4 separate regions of the Mus musculus genome follow, and all the other regions are linked to region 4. A link is a contact called in public HiChIP or PLAC-seq and promoter capture Hi-C data. All regions are on one chromosome and are shown on one strand. The core of a region is the stretch at or near the end of the contact, and the rest is flanking DNA. Distances in the headings are between cores, read along the strand shown. Region 1 holds the start of Toe1 (target of EGR1, member 1 (nuclear)). Region 2 has its middle 12 kb from the start of Pik3r3. Region 3 holds the start of Rad54l (RAD54 like (S. cerevisiae)). Region 4 holds the start of Ipp (IAP promoted placental gene).

Region 1 (2,700 bases), core at 175-2,674, 300 kb after region 4:
ATTTTCACCCTGAAAAACATGAGGATCTACTTTACCAAAAACTGGGAGGAAAAATTTCCACCATTAAGATCTCAACTCTCAGGCCCCATGCCTCCCTCAGACCTGGGATGAAGGTAATTCCTACCTTATCTGGTTGCTGCCTGAAGCAGGCGAGGCCCAGGGACAGGACAGAACGGGTCCTGGCAGCATGACACACGGCCTTGTAACGTTCCTCAATGCACCTTAGAGTTGGGTTTGGGCATGAGTTAGTTTCACAAAGAACCCAAACTACCAGGGCTGGCAGTCCCTAGCTTCTGGGTTGAGACCTACATATTTGTTAGAGCTGGGATCACAGGCAAGGCTTATACTTACTGGTTCAGCAAACTCTTCCTATCCCCGAGCCCACTCAGCTCCTATGGGTGGGTAAAGGAAGTGTGGTTATTTTCCACACCCATCACCAAACACTTCACAGCCACCTGCCCTCCCTTCCTCCCACTCCTCACCGTGTCCACAGCCACAAAGCTAGCTGTCTTTAAGGCTAGCAAGAGTGATGGCCATATCTCCTTGAAGTTGTCACTCTGCACGTCTACCACAGGAACCCGAACCACAAACTCCTCTGCAGGTTGTGTGTTTTTGTTGACACCACCTGGGGATAAGGGCGTTGATGGATTTAGATGGTTTCACAAGGTCCCTGTGGAGCAAACACCAAGCTAGATGTGGGCAAAGGGGTGCCCACTGACAAGCTTTCACTTAAAGATTTTACATCTACCAGCTCTAAACACAAGCTCTGAAATGGGCAGTGCCCTAAATTTGGAAAAAGGGCATCTGTGTCTTTTAGTGCCTTTATGTGGGACTGGGAAATCATTTCTTTTTTGCATCATGATCAGGAGAAAAGTGGACTAGATAACCTTTGAGGATTCTTTATCCTCCAGCCTGTAATCCCAGGACTAGGGAGCATTAGGCTGAAGGACCACGAGTTCAAGGCTAGCCTACAGAGCATGCTCCTATCTCAAACACAAACCGATCCCATAAAGCCACATATACATGATGCCTCAACAGCTACCGGAGTGCTCCAAAGTTAAACCCAAGCTCCACTTACTGTGGACGACTACGCACTCTGGTATTACCGACTGACAACCACCGGCTCCGTCCAAAACACACCACCCATCCCACCTCACTGCTCCACTCTACAACAGTTCGGGTTTTGCAGTTGCACGCGCTGCACACTGGGAGTTGTAGTCTAAGATAGCTGAGGCAAGAAGAACTACAGGCCTGTCTCCGAGCTACCGGGCCGAGGCTTTTCCCTCCCCAGGACCCCTTAGGCTTCTGTGGCCATCCCTGGGGAGCCGCTCACCGTCAGAGGGCGTTGGAACTGGAGGCACATCATCGTCACTGTCCGCGGCCATGACGCCCCTCGCCAGCCTTCTGGAGGTACGCAGAGACTTCCGCTTCGTCTCCAGAAGCGACACGGATCTAGGATGGGGCGGGGTCTCGGCGTCTGGGTCCCGTAGGGTCAACTTCCGTTCCGAGTGGTCGGGCGGGGTGCGGAGCGTGGGCCTTGCGCGCGCTGAGTGTCTATTGGCTGGACGGTCCTACTGACCGAAGCCACGCCCCCTTCGGGGTTTCTTGGGAGCGGCCGGTCGGAGACTGCGCAGGAGGTAATCTGTGCTTTCATTTGTGGTGGCGGGAACGTGGAATCTTAAAATTACAGCCGATCGTTTCACTTACACAAACTCAGGGTTGGCATGGGCAGCGCAGGCTTCTCGGCGCTGGGTTGGGGAAAGAATGCCTCCTGCGCTGAGCTAAAGCAAGCCTAGGAGTTCGGGAGAGAGGGGTGCACGGCCGAGTAAAGGGGTCCTGAGCATGGACACAAGTCCAGAAAGATAAGGAAGTGAGAGGGAAGCGTTCTACAGGACACAGGTAGATAAGTGGTAAAATGACCAGGAACGTTTTAAAGATAATTCACCCAAGTATTAATGTGCACTTGAGTTAAGGTTTTGGTAGGTCTTAATTTGACCTGTAGGTGGTAACAATGTCGGAATTCAGTCCCATCCTAGGAAGTGTTCTCTAGCTCCACCGACCTAGATTTCTCCTTATCTTAAAAGATAAAAGGCTTCAAACTTATCTTTAAAAATTCAGGCTGGGTGGGATGGTGCCTGACAATAATCTCATCCTTCAGGAGGCAGAGGCAGGCGGATCTCTGAGTTCAAGGCCAGCCTGGTGTACTGAGTGAGCTCCAGGGCTGCACAGAGAAACTCTCGTCTCTATAAAACAAAACAAAAAGCAATCTCCACACCTGGAGTGCTGGGTTATAGGTGTGCACAACCACTCTAGTTTGACTTTTTTTTTTTTTTTTTTTTTTGGTTTTTCGAGACAGGGTTTCTCTGTATAGTCCTGGCTGTCCTGGAACTCACTTTGTAGACCAGGCTGGCCTCAAACTCAGAAATCCACCTGCCTCTGCCTCCTGAGTGCTGGGATTAAAGGCGTGCGCCACCACGCCCGGCTAGTTTGACTTTTTAAAAAAGATTTGTAGTGGGCGATGGTGGCGCACGCCTTTAGCCCCAGCACTTTGGGAGGCAGAGGCAGGCGGATTAGGTGGGTTTCTGAGTTCGAGGCCAGCCTGGTCTACAAAGTGAGTTCCAGGACAGCCAGAACTACACAGAGAAACCCGTCTCCAAAAAACAAAAACAAAAAAGGTTTGTTACTATTTTTAATTCCGTG
Region 2 (2,700 bases), core at 152-2,651, 300 kb before region 4:
CCATAATTTGGCTATTGAGAATAGTGTCACAATAATGATGGGTTCCAGCAGGAGAACTTTGAAGAATCAGCCATATTCAAATCAAAGAAACTCAAGAAACTGGTTACTCCATGTATTCATTCAGTCTTTTAACTCTATTCTATTCATATGATTTCCTTCCTTCCTTCCTTCCTTCCTTCCTTCCTTCCTTCCTTCCATCTTCAACACTGGGGTTGAACCTAGGGTCTTATGCATGTTAGATAAGCACTCTGTCATACAACTCTATCCTTGTAAAAGTATCTTTTACTTACTTGCCTGATGTAATTGTCATCTCAGAGGCTTACTGCTAGCCTAGGCCTAGTTTCAGAAGCCGCCATAGAACCTAATCTTGGCCTAGCATGTTTTCAGCCTCTGAGACTTGCTGTTGAATTAGCCCACCCTTTCTTACTCTTTCTGATCACTGGCTAGCTGATTTAACTCAGCTGTTCTAGCTCAAACTCACCTCTAAGATTGATTCACTCTGGCTTCTCTTAGCTCTGCCTCTAGCCATCTGCTAAACTTCTGACTCTTCATTCTCTGGCTCCTTCTGTCTTCACCTGTGTCTAGTTGTTCTCTCTCTGTAACCTGTCTCTGTACAACTGTCCTAGTAAGATTGCCCTTTCTCCTCCCTCTCTCTGCACTGCTATGTAGCTTCTTTTTTTCTCTTGTTTTCCTGGGAGTTGAGTATATATTAATTCTATCAAATCTTTCTCTGCTTCAACATTTTGTCTACCACTCAATTAGACATCACTTTCAAACATGGGTGCTTCCTTCTACAAACTAAACTTTACCTTCATTGTTTGGGATTAAAGGTGTGTACTAAAGGTGTGTCTGCATTCCAGCCAGATCACACAGACCTAGAAGGTCTTTGGTTGTGAAATTCTTCTACATATCCTCAGACCTCCTCCCTCCCTGCCCCCCTCTTTTTGAGGCAGGGTCATGCTATGTATCCTGGCTGGTCTGGAACTCTCTATGTAGTCCAGGTTGATCCTGAACTCCTAAAGATCTTGCCTCCTAGCCTTCTTTTTACTTTTTTGTTTTGAGACAGGCTTTCACTGGACAAGGCTAGCCCCGAATTCACTCTGTAGCTCAGAAAGTCCTTGACCTTGTGATCTCTATGTCTGGAAATGTAGGTAGTTCCACCAGGCCCTGCCTTCTTTGGTTTCCTTAAGAGTAGTTTCCTTTGAAATTCAGTGTTAGGGTGAACAGTACCCATAGCCAGCTCCAGAGGTTGATACTTTGTCAAGTCCAATCCTTTAAAAGTCTAATTTGGGTGGGGGAGTACTATTTCAAAATATTTATGAAAGGAAAACTAATTAACTTGGCCTGGGTGGGGTCACCTATGACAAGGAGCAAAGTCCTGTGCAAGTTAAGGAAGGAGATTTCATGTTGAAGGCATCACTACAATGGGATAATAGACTCACCAGCCTAGGACATGATCTTCATTCAGTGTCAGGCCATAATCCATAAGCGATACTCTTTGGGCTACCTGATCTAGACTGGAGGGTCCTTGAAATGAACGAATCATTCAGATACATAGAAGAAAATATATGAAAACATCCTCACTTATTTTCTTATAAAAAATTATAAAAGTGTACCCCTCTTACCCCCAAGGGTCTCACTGTGTAGAACTTGACTAGATCTCACAGAGATCCATCCGCTTTAGTAATGGGATTAAAGGTGTGCACTAGCAGTCCCAGAGCATGACACCATTTAAAAATAAACAAATGAACTAAATGGGAAAATATTTTAAAAATTATGGAACGGAGTATGATGGTTTACCCTTCTAGTCCCAACACTTGGAAGGCTGACATATGAAGACTACAGTGAGTCGAGTCCGAGGGCCAGACAGCTTGGGCTCCAGCATAAGAGTTTGTCTCTAAACATTAAAAAAATATATAGAAGAAGAAGACGGCCTGGTATTTGTGGTATTACTTCTCTAGGATTGCGATAGTGTCTTACCACAACTGGCTGGCTTAAAACAATAGAAACTTATTCTTTCATAATACTGGAGGGCTAAAGTCCAAAGGTTCAAAGCCAAGATGTAGGCAGGACTAGTTAGGACTTTCTGGAGACTCTGAGAGAGAATGCATGTCTTCTCCTAGATTCTGGGGGTTGCCATGTAATTCTTGGTGCTTTCTGGCTTGTAAAGGTATTGCTCTGACCCCTGCCACTGTCTTCAAACAGCTTTCTGTGTATGGCTGTGTCTCAGATCTACTTCTTCCCATTTGTCACAAGGACATTTGTCACTGGATCGATAATTCACCTTGAACCTATGACAATCTCCTTGCAAGATTTTTACTTACACCTTTGAAGACTTCTTTTTCAACTAAGGCCATATTTAGAGCTTCTGGGCTTAAGGCGTATACACAGATTGTTAGATAGAACTGGCTGAAGTGGTACTAGGGTATAATCATTTTCCTCAATATATGACTTGGTCAGAAAAAGAGAAGAAAAAAAAAAAAACAAACAAAACAGAGAAGTCTTAGTGGTCTGTTATTGAGTTAAGCGTTTCAGAACTGAAGCAATTCACGGGTGAGATGGGTACTGCCTGGTTCTTATTTGCAGGGTCCTAGGCAAACACTGCAGAAACAGCAACCACAAAGCCCCATATCAAGCTAGGATTCTGGGCTCAATTCCTCTATTGTCTTGGAAAAGAAGACTTAATCCAAGGGATGTGTT
Region 3 (2,700 bases), core at 106-2,605, 380 kb before region 4:
TACACTGTAGCTGTCTTCAGACACTCCAGAAGAGGGCATCAGATCTCATTACAGATGGTTGTGAGCCACCATGTGGTTGCTGGGATTTGAACTCAGGACCTTTGTAAGAGCAGTCAGTGCTCTTAACCACTGAGTCATCTCTCCAGCCCCAAGGATAACAATTTTATTAATCTTCTCCAATGCTTAGTATACTGTAAATTTTCATTAAAATTTACTTACGCGGGGCAGTAGTGGCAAACACCTTCACTTTCAACACTGGGTAGCAGAGGCAAGGGAACCTCTGTGTGAGTTCAAGGCCAGCCTGGTCTACAAACAGAGTTCCAGAACAGCCAGGGCTACACAGAGAAACACTGTTTCAAAAAAAAAACCTTAAGTGCCAGGTGTGCCTGGCACATGCCTACGACCACACACTGCATTTGGGAGACAGACCATAGTCTACAGACCTGGTGAGAAGCTCATCTCAAAAAAAAAAAAAAAAAAAAAAAAAGCTTCAAAAATGTATGAAAGGTACTTTCTCAAGATGACTATGAACCTCATTTTCCTTATTCCCCTAAACACTCACTACTGTCCCAGGCTGCCAGTCTTCATCATCTGATGATCTGTCTTCTGGTTTCCTCCTAGCCAACTGGCTGGGAGCTAAGCTCCTCCTCTGCAAGGGAGAACAGAAAGTGAGTTCCTGCAGTGATCCTGCAGCCAGGCCCCTTAAGTCAGCTTAAGGTCACACTTACCATCCTGGCCCCAGAAGCATCAAATGTCAAGTGCCCATCAGCGAAGTTAAAAGCACTCAGCAACAGAGAATGCAGGACCAGGGGATGCTATAAAAGGAAGTTGCTATATCATTGAAAATATTGTCTTAAGAGTCGGTATGAGGGGAGGGGATGCAATCAGAGGATGAGGCTTGGGTCCAAACCAGGAATGTCGGTCCCCAAGTTCCTCAAGGTCAAAATATCCAAAGCCAAGTCCAAGCGGAGCTGGGTCTAAATCTAGGATGGGAAAGAAGACAGATTGAAGTTGCAGATGAGCAAAGTGGAGTTGGAATAACGTCCCTAGCTGGGCTGCTTCCCTGAGAGTAACACCTACGAAAAAGTACAGTCTTAAGTACGAAGGCGAGACGCCTGAATTCTTAGGAGAGGGATAGAATTTACCAGAGCTGGACCGACATCAAACCTCAGTGTGAGGAAGGCAAGCAGAGACCTAGGAACGCCTTGTGGGAAGTTAAACAGGAACCCAGGAAGGACCAGTTAAAAATCCAGGTTGGGAGGAGGAGAATCTTAGAAGCTGAAGAGAGGCAAAGAGCGACTCCGGTATCTTTCCCCTTATTCTTCCTCTTCCCAAAGCGCGCGTTAAGAGCCTCCAGGCAGTGTCAATCGAACCTCCCGCCACTCTGCCACCACAGTCCCCTATTGGCTGCGTTCAGTGAACTTGACGCTCGACGATCCGGCCTAAAGGAAGGGGCGGGCCTAGGGCTGAGGCTAATAAGGGTCTTGGATTTCCGCCCAGAGGCTCAACAGACCACTAGGAGCTGTGGCTTATCCTGGTGGCAGCAACAGGCAGGTGCCAGAATTCTTACTTGCCAACGGTCCCTCTTCCTGGCTCCTGCCTTTGGCCGAAGCAGCTGAACCAAATAGATGTTTTGCACCGAAGTACTGTGCGGAGGAGTTGCTACTGGAATAGATTTCAAAAGGCAGCACATTTTTGGGAATTTGATTCAGGCTCTTTATTGTGCCAGACCTGGAGCAGAAATCTGAGCTGGAAGCAGGCAAGGCCAGTGGCCAGTCAAAAGGTGAGCGGAGGTGTTGGTGCTGCACTGCCAATTGGTCTGAGATGTCTTGAAATAAGCTAGCTGTCTTTTCCTGGGGCATAGTCACCCATTCTCTAAAAATCCGTTTTTCCTTTAAGTGATATTATTATAGTACCTCTCCTAAGGGATTATTCACAGGGTCTAATTAAAGTGAACAAAGTAGCTGCGCCTGGTAGCGCAGGCCTTTAATTATAGTACTCACTAGGCATAGGCAAGCAGATCTCTGTGAGACTAGCCTGGTCTTCATAATGAGTTCCAGGACAGCGACAGCTCTGTAGAAAGACCCTCCAAGAACGGGAAAAAAAAAAAGTGTTCAAAGTATTTAACATAGCCCCCATGTATTACCTAAGTGCTCACTAATCAAAATAGCATGCCCATTACACTTAATCACTATCTACTTAAAAGGATCTCCTTAGCTATTATAAATCATTTACTATCCTCAGATAAGGTTTATTGTCCCCATTTTGTCGTGTGTGTGTGTGTGTGTGTGTGTGTGTGTGTGTGTGTGTGTGGTGTCTTGGGGGCACTAGGAATATAGCATAGTGGTAGAACTTCGTGAGGCGGTCACTGCTGAGGTTTGTTGTTATTTGAGACAAGGTCTTGCTGTGTAACCCGGTTATCTTTAAACTTATGACCCTCTGTCATCCCCAGCCCGCCTAGCAGAAATGAGGATATACTAAAGAGATACTTATGTCCTTTCCTTGGCTTTTGGGAACAATGAACCGAAGAAATTTTAATTTCCATAGGAATATCTTGCTGGGAGACAAGAAGGCTGTGAGCAACTTAATGAAAAACAAAATCACATACACAAAAAGAACAGTTAACTTCTTTGCCATGACTATGAGGTCAGCCTGGGCTGTATAGTCAAAATCTGTCTCAAAATGGGGGGTATAAGGGAT
Region 4 (2,824 bases), core at 303-2,802:
GCTCTCTCCAGCCCAAAGATTTATTTATTATTATACATAAGTACACTGTGGCTGTCTTCAGACACACCAGAAGAGGGCGTCAGATCTCATTAGAGGTGGTTGTGAGTCACCATGTGGTTGCTGGGATTTGAACTCAGGACCCACTGAGCCATCTCGGCAGCCCTCTAAATTTTTATTCTTATTTTATGAGCATTGGTGTTTTGCCTGCTTGTATGTCTGTGTGAGGCTGTGTGATCCTCTGGAACTGGTGTGAGCTGCCGTGTAGTTGCTGAGAACTAACCCAGTTCCTCTAGAAGAGCAGCCAGTGCTCTTAATCGTTTGAGCCATCTCTCTTTTTTTTCTTCCACCATAAAATAGCTTAGTCAATAGAAAATCTTCATGGAACTAGCCTTCCAGTATTGGTCAGTGATTGCTGAGCCTTGCACCAGACAGGGGTCCAGTAATTCCTTTTACTCTTTTCTAAATTTCTGCCACTTTTTGCAGATTTTTTTTTGCACTTTTCATAATGAAATGTAAAGTAGAAATTGAAGATGTGGAGTAAATGTAAGCATAGTCTTGTGAAATTTTTGTCTTAGCTATACATCTGAATATGCAAATACATGGTATGTGTTTGATGTAAAATATTTTTGTACACTATGGGTCAGGAACATAAAGTTTGAGGGTTGGAGAGATGATGTGGCTAAGAGAGCACACTACTTGTTATTTTTGAGAAAGGGTCTCTCTACATAGCCCCAGCTATCCTGAAATTCACTAAGTAGACTGGACTGGCCAGGTACACAACAGAAATCCTCCTGTCTCTGCCTTCCCAGTGCTGGGATGATAGATGTGCACCACAACTCCTGGCAAAGAGTCCACTTCCCTCAAGGAGGACCTGAGCTGTTCCCAGCCTGTAATTCCAGCATCAGGGGGAACTACCACCATCTTCTGACCTTCATGGGCACAGCCTTTACATATACAAACCTATGGTTAGAGGCACACATTTAAAAAATAAAATCTCAGTCGGGCATGGTGGTGCACACCTTTAATCCCAGAATTGGGAAGCAGCGGCAGGTGTATCTCTAAATTCGAGGCCAGCCTGGTCTACAGAGTGAGTTGTAGGACAGCTAGGCCTACACGGAAAACCCTGGGGTGGGGCGGGGAGACTATAAAAAAGTTTGGACGTTGCTAATGCACCAGGACACATTATGATGCTCTACACTGAAAAAGAAGTGGGCATTTTGATTCTTGACTTCAAAGTAGGCAGGAGTGTATCAAAATTGAGGTTCAGGAAATGATCTAAGGAAGGTGGTAGAGAAGCACGGTGCACGTGATTTTCCTCGACGCTGAGATCAGTACCTGGCCTGGGACACTTGAAGAATTGAAGATGTGCATGGAGCGGAATAGGGAAGTCCACTAGCCCAAGGCAGGGGAGAGGTTTTTAAGAACCTGCCTCCGCGGCCAGCAAGCGGCTACCCAGGTTTACCCAGCGACGCCGGTGGCTGTGAGGAGGCGGGGCCAGAAGCGGAGCACGCGCAGTAGAAGGTTCCCGCATCAGCGCCGAAGCTGCGCCTTCAGCACTCGCAGTCACCTGTCACCAAAGACTGTCCCCGCCCCCTCCGCTGCCTGCCTGCGCGCGCAGAGCACCGGAGGGCGCCGGCGGGAAGGGACGCGGCGGGTAAGCGAGGCCTGCGTGCGGTCTGTGTTTCTCACAGGGTTGGGAACTTCCTCATGTCCAGCTCTCCAGACCGGGAAGAGCGAGTGATTGGAGCTTTGGAACGCACCGTTCCTCCGCTTTCGTCCTGTCGCCTCCGGAGGCGCTCTGACCGTCCGTGTGTTTTTAGCGTCCCGGAGCTTCCCAGTCTCACGGCGCCTTGGCCTCTGCTCTCCCAGCACCCACTGGGGAAACCGAAGGCCGGACCCTGTCCCTGACTTCTGCCGGCTCCAGTCTGAAATTCCTTACCGGCTCCAGTCTGAAATTCCTTACCGGCTCGCGCTGTCAGTAGCACAGAGTTGGTTTTCTTCCTCTAGTGTCTACCAGTTTAGGCAGAGTTCTAGTTACAGCCTCCAACTCAAGCACAAAGAGTCTCAGTTGTTTTGATGCTCAGCTGGAGCTCTGGCCCTCTAACTGAATTAACTTTCAGATGCTCTTCAGCGGGAAATCCAGGCCATCAAAGCATAGGTCCTCTTTAGTCCCTCCGATTATCTCCATCGTTAGCCAGTAAACTGTATGGAAGCATAGTTCTTAGCTCCCTATGCACTAATCCCAGGTCTTCACTTTTCATGTTTGTACGAACAAGCATTTCCCAAGCCACAGTTTAGGATGAGGTGCTCCACTGGCAGTGGAATGCCATCAACATTTACTGAGAAGGATGACAACAAACATTCTGGCTCTCTACTGTCAAAGTGAATATTAAGTGAATTGTTTGTTGTAACAGGAGGCATTTGACTTGTGGCTGTGCTTTAATACCTTGAGTAAGAGAGAAATGGAGGTAGCCTAGAATCACACCGCGAGGGTTCAGAATCTGCTGCCAGGGAGAATACAGAGCAGCAACAAGTCTGACAGCCACGCCATGTATAATAACATCTATAGGTCGAATTTCCACATAGAGGGAAATAGATTGTATTTATGTGCCACTTGTTTGTAAGATGCATTGTGTGCATGCTGAAGTAAATTTTAGCGGCTTCCTTTAAAACTCCCAAAATTAGTGTCTATATAGTCATGATTATCAGATTATTATTATGACAAGGTCTTACTATGCAGTCTTGGCTGGCTTGGAGCTAAGAGATCTGCCTGCCTCTGCACCACCACACCCACCTTCAGATCATTTTTACTGATAATTTTGAC

Evidence for each region. HiChIP or PLAC-seq counts read pairs in DNA pulled down with a chosen protein or histone mark. Capture Hi-C pulls out chosen DNA fragments and counts their contacts.
Region 1: a promoter capture Hi-C map of adipose tissue shows a contact between it and region 4. The contact joins the promoter of Toe1 here to the promoter of Ipp in region 4. A contact is called at or near these places in 3 of 484 Hi-C or Micro-C datasets (CD4 T cells, CD8 T cells and the G1E-ER4 cell line), 1 of 115 datasets of contacts at active chromatin or transcription factors (pancreatic cancer cells) and 2 of 9 other capture datasets (adipose tissue and pancreatic islet).
Region 2: an H3K27ac HiChIP or PLAC-seq map of embryonic stem cells shows a contact between it and region 4, with 6 read pairs. The contact joins the enhancer-like site here to the promoter of Ipp in region 4. A contact is called at or near these places in 1 of 484 Hi-C or Micro-C datasets (CD4 T cells), 5 of 115 datasets of contacts at active chromatin or transcription factors (bone marrow-derived macrophages, differentiating embryonic stem cells, embryonic hindbrain and 2 more) and 3 of 9 other capture datasets (adipose tissue, macrophages and pancreatic islet).
Region 3: a promoter capture Hi-C map of adipose tissue shows a contact between it and region 4. The contact joins the promoter of Rad54l here to the promoter of Ipp in region 4. A contact is called at or near these places in 8 of 39 promoter capture datasets (the C10 cell line, the HPC-7 cell line, cranial neural crest and 4 more), 1 of 15 datasets of contacts at CTCF or cohesin (the NIH/3T3 cell line), 2 of 484 Hi-C or Micro-C datasets (B cells and palatal mesenchyme), 6 of 115 datasets of contacts at active chromatin or transcription factors (the 230-238 cell line, bone marrow-derived macrophages, embryonic basal ganglia and 2 more) and 3 of 9 other capture datasets (adipose tissue, embryonic stem cells and macrophages).

The regions. Positions count from the first base shown.
Region 1 is chr4:116,806,135-116,808,834 of GRCm38.p6, forward strand. Toe1 (target of EGR1, member 1 (nuclear)) reads right to left here and starts at 1,425. Exons shown (of 8, transcript NM_026654.2): 1 at 1,334-1,425; 2 at 483-625; 3 at 352-392; 4 at 125-221; 5 at 1-9. The coding sequence starts at 1,385. It overlaps Mutyh (mutY DNA glycosylase), which reads left to right and starts at 1,600. Exons shown (of 16, transcript NM_133250.2): 1 at 1,600-1,637.
Region 2 is chr4:116,208,065-116,210,764 of GRCm38.p6, forward strand. No RefSeq gene overlaps it. Among named protein-coding and RNA genes, the nearest start is that of Pik3r3, 12 kb to the right of the region's middle. Within about 2 kb of position 1,402, at least 24 of the 459 cell types and tissues checked have an H3K27ac peak or open chromatin away from gene starts, as enhancers often do. A contact at or near this core is called in embryonic stem cells, where this site is marked.
Region 3 is chr4:116,122,334-116,125,033 of GRCm38.p6, forward strand. It overlaps Rad54l (RAD54 like (S. cerevisiae)), which reads right to left and starts at 1,356. Exons shown (of 18, transcript NM_009015.3): 1 at 729-1,356; 2 at 563-649. The coding sequence starts at 731. It overlaps 2510003B16Rik (RIKEN cDNA 2510003B16 gene), which reads left to right and starts at 1,507. Exons shown (of 3, transcript NR_131048.1): 1 at 1,507-1,783.
Region 4 is chr4:116,505,997-116,508,820 of GRCm38.p6, forward strand. It overlaps Ipp (IAP promoted placental gene), which reads left to right and starts at 1,553. Exons shown (of 9, transcript NM_008389.3): 1 at 1,553-1,654.